Linked DNA regions of Mus musculus: all the other regions are linked to region 1. Evidence: chromatin contacts called from public HiCAR-type and promoter capture Hi-C data. All regions are on one chromosome and are shown on one strand. Each heading gives the region's core, a stretch centred on a gene start, on an enhancer-like site or on the middle of the called end of the contact. The rest is flanking DNA. Distances are from core to core; before and after follow the strand shown.

Region 1 (2,700 bases), core at 99-2,598:
GGTTTTCATTTTATACTAACCTAGAATCCTGCCCAGATGTGCCACTTTCATGCCTTACAGAAAGCTCTAAAGCTCACTAGGAGGAGATGTGTGGTGGGAGGGAGCAGCTGGGGTCTTTGGGGGTGGCTGGAAAGGAAGCTTCTGGTTAGAGCAATGAATGAAGTCAAGGACACAACTGGGGATACAGGGGGACAACACTGGACAGTGATGACTCACCTGGACCAGGGCCGGGAGCTGGCTGACAGCCATTCCTTTTCTCTGGTGAGCTGAGGAGCATTGAGTAGGAAGGAGGCAGGGGAGGAGCTTTACAATTGCTGGGGTTCTCTGGCTAGAAGCATCTGCACTCCTGTAATGAGAGGGCCGGGTCAAAGGTCACAGGGATGCGCCTCACCATTCACATCCTGGCTCACTTTGTTCTTTTGCTCCCAGTGCATACTCCCTCTGAAGGTAGCTGTCCTCACCCAATCTGTAAAGTGACTTCTCCCCATGCCAGCTCTCCTTCGCATCTTTCCTTTAGTCAGATCCTGCATGCCTTCCCGTTTGTGTGGCTTTGGCTTTCCCCTGCAGAAAGCTTGCCCGGCCCAGTCCTCAAACTCTACCCATTCTCTGTCCCTTCCCCTGCAGCTATGCTTTGGCGTCTTAAGACAGCCTTTCCTCCTGGGACAGCTCTATCCCAACTAGAGGGAAGGAGGAGGCAAAGAGGTGACTTTTTCCTGAAAGGGAAGGGGAGTTAAACCGGCCAGATCTCTCTCTCTCTCTCTCTCTCTCTCTCTCTCTCTCTCTCTCTCTCTCTCTCTGTGTGTGTGTGTGTGGGGGGGGGGCTGTTTCGTGTTTCGGATGGGACAGTGTAGGGAGCGGGTTTCCGGGAGAAGAAATCATTCACATAAGTCACCCTCCACAGTTTCGTCAAGTGCAGGGGCTGCAGTGAAGGTGTCCCTTTCTCAAGTTCCTCAGAGAGAACTTGGAGCCACGCCGGGAATATAACCAGCAGCTGTATGCAACTGTATTTGTGAGTTTGCAGCAAGATGAGCTAGAGGTCCTGACCAACCCTTCTCAACGTGCAATCAGGTTCGGATCCCTTAGCTCGACTACAAAACAGTTCTGCTGGTCCCTTCCATGTGTGGAATCAAATCTCAGTACATGCGCTTCAAAGTTAAGGACGTGGGATCCACGCCTTTCAAAACGGACCACAACCCACCCTTAGTCTACGTACCCTCTGTTCTCAACTCCCAGACCTGACCTTCAGTCTCTGGACACTGCAGATCACCGTGGGGCTTCCCTTAGAAGCTTGTCCACTGCAGAGCATAGCCTCGACAGAGTAGTCAGGACACAATGAGCTGGAGCCTGCTGCTTGACGCGGAGCCGCGCCTGCGCGTTTGTCCAGGAGCCGGGAAGCCTAATTCCCACAAATCTCTCTGCTGCAGCGCTTAGATTTTTGGACTCCTTTTCTCAGAGGGAGACCAGGAGCAAAAAGCGATAAAGCGCGCCTGCGCCTAGTCACTTTGTGGCCGAAACTACAATTCCCAGAAGGCTCTGCGGTGCACTAGCCTATCGCTGGGCAGACAAGTGGTCTAGTCTTGTGGAGACCAGCAGTGAAAAAAGGTCCAGGATGCTGTTATCAAGGTTACTAGACTCTAGGATCTGCAAGCAAAGCCAGAGAACATCCAGGAACGTCGTAATAGCGCCTAACGACAGAGAAAGGTCTTGAAAGACAGTCAGTACCAAGCTCTCAAAAATGCTACAGCCTCTGTTGGAGCTGGACTGGAGAGGCATGATAGACCTTGAGTGCAGTGAGGGTTTGGGTAGCAGGATTACCGGAGGGGGGTGCGGGGGGGGGGAAGGACGATGGCCCTGGAAGTCTCTGCAGAGTAAACAAGTGTCTCTGGGAGCACGGGATAGTATATAGAGAAGCTTGGATTTACTTCTGGTGACTGTATTTTGCTGGGGCCTGTGAGTATCGAGTAATGTACCAGAATCTTTCCCTGAAGATGTCTAGTTGCCTTTGGATATGTAGTAAGTATTCATGGAGGAACTTTCTTATTGGGAGAAAAGTGAAACAAATTCAATTAAAAAAATATGATTTGAGATTGACACTTCTGGGATTGCTGGCCACCCTTTAGGATACAATGTCAGTGGCTCTGTCCTGGGCTTTAAAGATGTCATTCTCTCACTTAGGGCACACACATATAGGTTAAGGCATAGAGCAGAGAGTGTTGAAACAGAGTGACTCCTGCACTGCAGTTTTTGTGTGACTAGGGAAGGTGGTCCATCAAACAGAAAATATTCATTAGGAGTGAATGAAAGGACAGGAATGCTGAGTTAGGGGTTTCAGAGTGAGAAGGGGCAGGGTGTTTGGGAGATTTTACTGTCCCAGGAAGAGCTCCCCACAAAGAATTTGGCTTAGGATATTTGATGCTTAGCAAGACCAGCATGTTCACCAGGAACAAGGAAAGAAAAAAGGGCTCAAGATGACATTGTGTGTGACTCTGAGGTTCTGACCCCATGGTAAAAATGTGGATTTATTTTGTGTGTGAAAGGAAAGCAATGGAAGTTCCAAGTGGACAGATGAACTTATCTGTGCAGACTATGGTCAGTTCTGGGCAGGACAGATTCAGGGTGAAAACTAGGGATGGTCGTAGGACAGTGACTTAGCATTTGTTGGCTTGCTTCCTAACAATCAAAACTCATCCAAAACAACAG
Region 2 (2,761 bases), core at 200-2,699, 600 kb before region 1:
TAAGTGTTGTAAAATTTTACTTTTAAACTACCAAGAATTTTGTAACACCCATTCCCCTCCCCCGCCCCTCCACACAGGTTTCCGGTTTATAAATCAGTTTCAGGGAGGCAAAACTTCTAACCAATAAATCTCGGGATTAGCTACTAAAAACCAAAGGGCACAGCTGACCAACAAGTAACGTCATTTCCCCCGTTCAACAACTATTAATATTATCAGAGGTTTTTAACAGGCTTAGTAGGTTAATTTTGGAACTGTCAATAATATAGCAGGAATCAGGCGTTCACAAATTCCAAAGTTCCCTTTTGCGGGGGTTGGGGGAAAACGAATGCCTTTTAAGCAACTCCGTTTACCGAAGCTTCCAAAGACTTTTCAATTTTCCATTCCGAAACCGCGGGATACTGTCAACTGAAGGGAGACTTATTTCCATATTAAAGCCCTAACTAACCTCCACGAAGCAAAGATCCAATCAACATCTGCAGACTAAGCGAGGCCAGGCCTACGGTGCAAGAACGCCCTACATCCTAGGCAACTCCAACGCGGGTCTGCTCCAAGACGAAGTTCTCATCAATTGGAAATTAAGTTTAGGAGAAAAGCCTACCAGCAACTAACCTCCTGCTTTTCCAGCCCCGATTTCACTCAAGTCCTCAAGGGGACGTTTTCCCAAAGTACACCGCAGTGCCACTTCTGGAAGATGACAAGCGCCCTGCCATGTTAGCCACCTCCCAGGACCCAGACTAAGAAATGGGGGCGCTCGGGAAAGTTTCCCCAAGGCCCGATCCGCGCCGGAAGAGGCGTTTTCGGGAGTGAGTATTGCTGTGGCAGGCGCCAGCCTTACTCACCGCGACCGGGCGGCCGTGCTCCGGGCCGTCCGCTGCGTCCAGGCGCGCGGCCGCCGGGGCCGAGGCGGGGGCCGGAGCGGCAACCGGGGCCGTGGCGGCGGCCGGCGGCTGCCGGTGCTTGCCGGCGCGCTTGGCCTTGGCCTGGATGCAGCGCTGGTGCAGGGCAAAGGTGTGCTGGCGCTCGAGCTCCAGGCGCTCGGGAGACACAGCCTCGTAGCGGGCCTCACAGGTGCTGTGGTGGCGCCGGCACAGTTCGATGCGCCGGCGGAGGCGCTCCATGACCGCGCTGTGCCGCGGCAGCGCGAACTCCGCCATGGGGCAGGTGGGTAGCACCATGGGCCGCGGGCGGCACTGGCCGGGCCCGGGCCTCCCGGCGCCGGCTGCCACTTCGGGTTCCTCCGCTTCTGACGGCCCGGATCCGCCTCACGCCCGCGCCATGTCCGGCCGGGCTGTGGAGCGGGCTCGGGCGCGGCGGCGGGTCTTCCTCCGGCCCCGCTCGGCCCGATTCCAGGCCGGGGAACACCGCCCGCCTCAGGCTTCGGCCTGTCCGCTATACCCCTGCCCCATTGTTTTCCGCGCCGCTGCCGCCGCCATCTTAAAATTGTTTTCGGGGCTTTCGGAAGAGGGCGGGGCCTGGGCCGGCGAACTCTGCGTCACTGCTGATGGACCGAAGCTCTAGCCAATCAAAGGAAACCCGCTGCCCGAGGGCGTGGGGGACAAGCACGTCAGGAATTTTCGGGTATTTAAACTGAACACTCTGGCGAGGAGGGAAGCCCGAGGCGGGCTCAGTGCGGGAGAGTGAACTGTGACTGACGGGAACCTATCCAAGAAGAGCCACGTTTTCTGAACACCGCCCCCTGAAAGCAGTCCCTTCCGGGTTCGTGAGGAACGCGGGTTAAGTCTGAGTGAGGTGGAAGCCTTAAGACCCAGATGTCCAAAGCTGTCTATCTTTTTAGTCCACCCACACTATTTCGAGGTCAGCCATTTCCGACCTCATTCTTTACATACAGCCACGTAATTGATCAGAATTGTTTTGAGCTTGAGCGACCTAGTAGAGATAGTTATCACTGACTGGTACTGTGAGCAATAGCTCATTACTTGGAGGGGTGAGGGTGGGAAAGAGCCTCAATACTGGGGACTGGAGTTATTTAGATCTACAGGGGCATACACTTAAAAACCGACTGATATATAAAATTGAGTCACTCAAAATCCAATCCAAAGCACTGGGTTCCAGTGATGCCACTAGCAAGCAAGTGAGCGAAGGTAAAAAGCCAGGAAAGGACCAAAAAATGTTCTGGATGGTTACTGACACCCAAACTGCCATAGGAGATGCTGGGAGGCTTTGCAATAGAAGACCTCACGAGCCACTCAAACATGTCACCCTTTAACCTCTTACTAGAGTTCATTAAAGTTTTATTTTTAAAATCACAAAGAAAAAAAGCTAACAGCCAAGTGTTTTTATACACATGGAGTTAAAATAAGAAAAAGGAATTCTAAGTTTTTGGTGGCGGGAGTGGCAAAGATAAGTGAGCACTGCTTCTTCCCAGTGCCAAGCATTACAATCAGCACTCAAGTGAAACCAGCAGCTTTTGTATGCAGTGATGAAGGACTGAACCCAGGACCTCATGAGTACGCTGCAGCTGTCTTCACATACACACTAGAAGAGGGCATCGGATCCCATTACTGATGATTATGAGCCACCATGTGGTTGCTGGGAATTCAGGACCTCTGGCAGAGCAGTGGGGTACTTAGCTGCTGAGCCAACTCTCCAGCCCACCATTAAACTGTAGTGTCAGGTACCCCAGATTGCCCTCAAATATATTGTCTGAGGCTGGCCTGCCTCTGCTTCTGATCACACCATTACGCCCAGTTAGAAGTGCAAGGTTATCTTCAAAACTCTATAGTGTATGGATTCAGGACGC
Region 3 (2,700 bases), core at 44-2,543, 870 kb after region 1:
TGGTTCTTCCACAACTGAAAAACTAAACAGGAGGCCCAAGGACTGTCGTAGGAAGAAGATCCTTGAAGAAAGATCCCTGCAGAGATGAGCAAGTCCTAAAGGGATCTGTCAAAGACGGAGTCATTCATTCATCTCTGCAAATTAGTATTAATAAGCACTGACCCGCCACCCCCCTGCACTTCGAGCCTGCGGACCCGAGATGAACCCTGCCCTCCAGGACACAGGACTGAGGTGGCGCATTGCGTGATGACACCCAGACACTATGACCTCCATAAGGCAGTTCTGGGAACTGATTTCGTCTACGATTCTTGTTCACCTCTTGTTTATCTCAGACGTTGCATACTGCAGGTGCTTACTGTTTGCAGGCTGAACCTATAAATACACATGAAACTGTCCCACCAGCGTGGATCTGCAGGTGCATGTCCACCGCGGCTCCCGGGTCCAGGCCGTCATCCGCCACTCCCCGCGGTAGACCTGGCTGGGACTTGTCCCTGGCCCGAGCTGTGCCGCCCTCCCCGCCCCCGTGCGGCACTCACCGTTGGTGTAGGGAGACCCCGAGGCTGAGGCGGCTCCGTTCTGGGCCTGGAGGCTAGCTGCGGCACCGCGGGCAGCGGGGATCCGGGGCTGGGCCATGGCGCCCGGGGATCTCAGGGTAAGACGGAGCCGTCGGGGTCGACCGCAGCGCCCAGCCTAAGAGCTCCAACAGGAAAACCGAGGGCAGGGACCTGGAGGCCGGAGAAGCGGAACACGCGGGGTGGCACGTCAAAGTAGAGGCATGGCGTGTCCGTGTCTTCTGCCCGCCGGCGGCCACGACCTGGCCAGGGCGCGGAGAGGCTCCGGAGTCAGGCCGGCTGGGCTGGGAACGCCGGGCTCGGAGGCAGCAGCCGAACCCGGAGAGGAGGGAGGCCCTGGGCGGAGCCGCCGGCCGCGCAGGCACAGTGGGGACACGTGGCACTTCCGGTTCCGGCTGGAGGCTGCGGCCGTGCTCTCTGTCCCCGGGGAGCTGCCCCGAGGGCACCTGACAGTCCCGTGTCCGGGCCCGGAGGACCGTGCACGGACTCGCCTGCCACGTCACGGACTCCCGCCGCCCGCCGGAAGTAGCCTGTGTCACCACTGCGAAAATACCCGGCGTGGAGAACGTCACCTTGCTGACAGTCCCAGGGGTGGTGCGGATTTTTAGAATCGATTGGGTGGGACAGGAGAGACCCGGCTCCTCTTCCGGGATTCTCTGAGGATTACCTGAGACGACCGATGTCCTCGGCTACCGCTGGTGGCCCAGCCGATGCTATGCCAGCTGTAGAGTGCAAGAGAATTTTAAAAAGAGGTGTTCAATTACGTGTGTTTGTCAAAGTGTCATGGGCGGGACATGGCGGCAATCAGGAGGTCGAGGCAGAAGTGTTCTAAGTTCGAAGGCGGCCTAGTCAGGTCAGCCAGGGCTGGAGTGAAGATGCTGGGTCAAGGTTAAAATGTCTGATGACGTTAAGGAGGAAGCTCTTCTTTTCAACTGGAGGATTAAGATTAATTTTGACGTTAGCCTGTTGGTAGCATAGTCACTCCGAAGTACATCCACCACACATGGATCGGGAATCCATCCCTCTCCTATCCCAGTGTTGACAATGGAGTCCAATGTCCTAGGGAAGCCCTTAGTTTACACTGAGCTAGGCAACTTCTATAATAACAAGTATTTAGTTAATACTGAGGCTCCAAGCCGGGCGTGGTGGCGCACGCCTTTAGTCCCAGCTCTCAGGAGGCAGAGGCAGGCGAATTTTTGAGTTCGAGGCCAGCCTGGTCCACAGAGTGAGTTCCAGGACAATCAGGGCTAATCAGAGAAACCCTGTCCCGAAAAAAAAAAAAATACTGAGGCCCCGGACTAAATAACATTTAAAATGGTAATTGTAATGGTATCGTACTCCTATAGTTCTGGATACAGAAAAGTGAGGCAGGAAGATCTTGAATTCAAGACCAGCCTGGGCAATTTACCAGGACTCAGTTTCTTTAAAAGGGGTTAGATATGTAGGTCACTCATAAAGAGTTTCCCTAACCTTGTAGGAAGAAGCCCTGAGTTCAAAAGAATTAAAGGCAGTTTACATTATGAGAGTTTACATTAAGTCGAATAATTCAAATGTCCTTTCTGGGCAAGTAGCTTGTGGGTTGCTTTTATTTTTACCCCCAAACAGACTTTCTGACTTGTAAGACCAAAGAGAAGTAGAAACTGGTTGGTTATGCAACATACTTAGTGATATCAGTGTGATCTTTAGCTACTTTGGTTTTACCTGCTCCAAGCAGATGACAAAGTCCTTCACAGATGTGTGCTGCTGATTGAAACGTATTATGCCATGAGTTTCACAACCTCGGGCGAAAGTACATCTTACCAAACTCATTTACTATCTAATGCTGGCTACGAAGTATTACAGAAAAAGAGCACAATCTAAAACTACTGTCAGACCCAAGAAGCAAGCAGTAACCACATATACAAATTTACCCTAACCTTGATTTCATTAATAGTTACCTCAAAACCATACTAAAATATATTTGCTCTGAGTGGAATTAAACAATTAAAAAAAAAGATTGTTTTATTGTTTTAAAGTTTGTTTTCTGTATGTATGGGTACCTACATAGAAGTATTTACACGCTGGTCGATGGTGGCACACACCTTTAATCCCGGCATTTGAGAGGCAGAGACAGGTGGATTTCTGAGTT
Region 4 (2,700 bases), core at 1-2,500, 650 kb after region 1:
TCAGGCATCGACAGCTGAGGTCCCAAAGGACAGAGTAAGCTGGGGGCTGAAATGTGGTCTTTGAGACAGGGCTCCAGCCTGGGACCAATTTCCAAGTGAATAACTCAATTGGACTGTTTGGAATTAATCAGGCGAACAAAAAAAAAAAAAAAAAAAAAAAAAAGCCATGACCACCACACACTCAGACGCTTCCTTACACTCTTCCAGTTCAAAAACAGCTTTGATTGTAAAAATGTAATTAGTTAAATGATTCATCTGTAATACCCCCCAAATTCATATGCTTTCTTAAATTCTAACATCCCCTGGCTCACTCCCATCTGACCCCTGCGGGGCAGCTCCCAGCCCCCAAGATGCTGGGCAGAGGGAGGAGGGGTGAACACCCACTTCCTGAGTCCCCCATAATAGTCCCCAGATTGGAACCTCAAAGACAGAGCCAGCTGGGCTTGCAGAAGAGGTCCTCCATACGGGCTTCCTTCCCAGCCTTCCCCCAGGCAGAACAAAACAGGTACTTCTTCAGTCCTGCCATGGTCGGGGTGAGGCTCTCCATTCCTCAGTTTCCCATCATGTCACGTGTGAGGCAGCCAAGGAAAGAGAGATGACCACAGGCAGTCATGGGGCCTGCGCTTTGGGTCCGCTGCTCAGGTTCCAGGGCCGCACACCCTCTCCTGTTTCTGCACCTTCCTGGTACAGGGGCCTCCTGCCCACAGGTCACTCTGGAAGAGGAAACAGTACCACAAGAGGCCAGCAGAGGAGAATGGGCCGGCTGCTTACTGGTTGCCAGCAACCAGCCATGGAGTGGTACCTGCAGACTGGCTGCTGCCTGGCACCTCTCTTCATTTCACCACACACAGCCTACTGCGTGGAGGAGCCTGTTCACAGAACTGGGCCAAGTCATAAAAAGACTGGGGAGAAGACAGTATGTGAGTAGGAAGCTGTTCCTGCCGCCTCCCATGACTTGAGAAAGAATGAGTTTGGGGTCCCCATAGACTGTGCGATCTCAGGCATATCTCACTCCTCATAGATATTATGTTCTTTGCATCCCTGGTAGCAATTAGGAGATCCAAGTGGATGGTTCCTGGGAGCTCCAGGACTGGGCACTCATACCGGGTTCAGTGAATGACAGTTCCTGTCGCTTAATGATCATTCAGTCCAGCAGGGGGAGCCCTTGAGGCTAGCAAGCTTTGCCTGGGTGAGCATACTAAGTACAGAGCCTCTAGCGCTGTGACACCAGGGCAGGAGTTGGCTTTCACTAGCAGATAACAAATCAAGGGCGCCCCCTAGTGCTCACCGGCGTTCAGACACCGGGGCTGGTGGGAAATTGGACCTTTCGTTCATGGAATCACTGTCATGTGTAAACATTGTTCAACAAACGTTTATTCTCAGCTCCGGGCAGTTTGGCATTTTACAGATAGTAGCAAGAAATCCATCCTAGAAGCCTACGACTGATCCAGAGAAAGATCCACAAGTCACCTAAGCTCCAGCTTCACATTAGGCTGTGGTCAGTGTCAAGAGGGTTTAGTAGCTGTGAGCACCTACCTACCTGCAAACCCACATCAGGCGGGGACAGGGCTGCAGCCTCAGGAAAGGGAGGTGTGATATAAGAACAAAAACTGAAGTAGGGGGCTGGGAATATAGCTGACTTTGTAGTCTGTGTGCCTAATATAAATAAGGCCTTGGGTTCTATGGGGATCCTCCCCCTTTTTTTTTTTTTGTAAAGATTTACGTATTTATTTAATGAATGTGAGTACAGTGCAACTGTACAGATGGTTGTGAGCCTTCATGTGGTTGTTGGGAATTGAATTTTTAGGACCTCTGTTCCCTCTGGTCAACCCCGCTCATTCTCGTTGGCCCGGCTGACTTAGTCCCTGCTTGCTCTAGCCCAAAGATTTATTTATTATTATACATAAGTACACTGTAGCTGTCTTCAGATGCACCAGATGAAGGCGTCAGGTTTCATTACAGGTAGTTGTGAGCCACCATGTGGTTGCTGGGATTTGAACTCAGGACCTTCGGAAGAGCAGTCAGTGCTCTTACCCGCTGAGCCATCTTGCCAGCCCTATGGGAATAATTCCTACGCCACATTAAAAAAAAAAAAAAAAAAAAAACAGTCATGAAAGCCAGGCTGTGGTGGTGTGCGCCTTTAATTCCAATACTTGGGAGACAGATCTCTGAGTTCAAGGCCAGCCTGGTCTACAGAGCAAGTTCCAGGACTGCTAGGGCTACACAGAGAACCCTGTCTCAAAAGAACACAAGCAAACAAACAAAAAACAGGCATTATGGTACTCACCTAAGCTATGTGAAACCCTTCCTCAACACAGAACAGCGACGAGCAAACACCTTTCATCTCAGCAGTAAACAGGCAGATCACTGAGTTTGAAGCCGGCCTGATCTACAGAGTGATCAGTGAGACCCTGTCTCAAAGAAAAAGAAAAGCCAAAAACCAAGCATAAGCCAGGTGGGTGCTGACAAAAGTGAGGTTCAGAAGTCCCCACCCCCAGACAGAGTCAGGCTGATAAGGAGCACTCGGTTGAGGCAGCCAGCCTCACTAAGGAGTCAACTGTGCCCTTCCTCTGATGTCTGAGTCCCAGGAGAGCCATCCTGCCCATTCCACTTCCCTATCCCAAAGGACACAAGCATCCAAGAAGAAATGGACAGCTTGTTCTTGAGGTCTAAGGGCAGGGGCGTAGCCAGCCTGTCATC

What was found. Promoter capture Hi-C pulls out the DNA fragments that hold promoters and counts their contacts. HiCAR-type assays count read pairs that join an accessible place to other places.
Region 2: a HiCAR-type map of astrocytes shows a contact between it and region 1, with 2.6 times the contacts expected there. The contact joins the promoter of Maml1 here to the promoter of Zfp454 in region 1. A contact is called at or near these places in 1 of 39 promoter capture datasets (cranial neural crest) and 1 of 115 datasets of contacts at active chromatin or transcription factors (astrocytes).
Region 3: a promoter capture Hi-C map of maxillary cranial neural crest shows a contact between it and region 1, with 4 times the contacts expected there. The contact joins the promoter of Sec24a here to the promoter of Zfp454 in region 1. A contact is called at or near these places in 2 of 39 promoter capture datasets (hippocampal neurons and maxillary cranial neural crest) and 1 of 115 datasets of contacts at active chromatin or transcription factors (astrocytes).
Region 4: a promoter capture Hi-C map of hippocampal neurons shows a contact between it and region 1, with 4 times the contacts expected there. The contact joins the enhancer-like site here to the promoter of Zfp454 in region 1. A contact is called at or near these places in 5 of 39 promoter capture datasets (cranial neural crest, embryonic stem cells, hippocampal neurons and 1 more).

What each region holds. Positions count from the first base shown.
Region 1 is chr11:50,886,153-50,888,852 of GRCm38.p6, forward strand. Zfp454 (zinc finger protein 454) reads right to left here and starts at 1,349. Exons shown (of 6, transcript NM_172794.3): 1 at 1,214-1,349; 2 at 217-346. The coding sequence starts at 249.
Region 2 is chr11:50,290,887-50,293,647 of GRCm38.p6, forward strand. Maml1 (mastermind like transcriptional coactivator 1) reads right to left here and starts at 1,450. Exons shown (of 5, transcript NM_175334.3): 1 at 840-1,450. The coding sequence starts at 1,175.
Region 3 is chr11:51,755,541-51,758,240 of GRCm38.p6, forward strand. It overlaps Sec24a (Sec24 related gene family, member A (S. cerevisiae)), which reads right to left and starts at 1,294. Exons shown (of 23, transcript NM_175255.3): 1 at 537-1,294. The coding sequence starts at 633.
Region 4 is chr11:51,538,606-51,541,305 of GRCm38.p6, forward strand. All of the region lies in intron 5 of Col23a1 (collagen, type XXIII, alpha 1), which reads left to right. Among named protein-coding and RNA genes, the nearest start is that of Phykpl, 45 kb to the right of the region's middle. Within about 2 kb of position 1,251, at least 38 of the 459 cell types and tissues checked have an H3K27ac peak or open chromatin away from gene starts, as enhancers often do.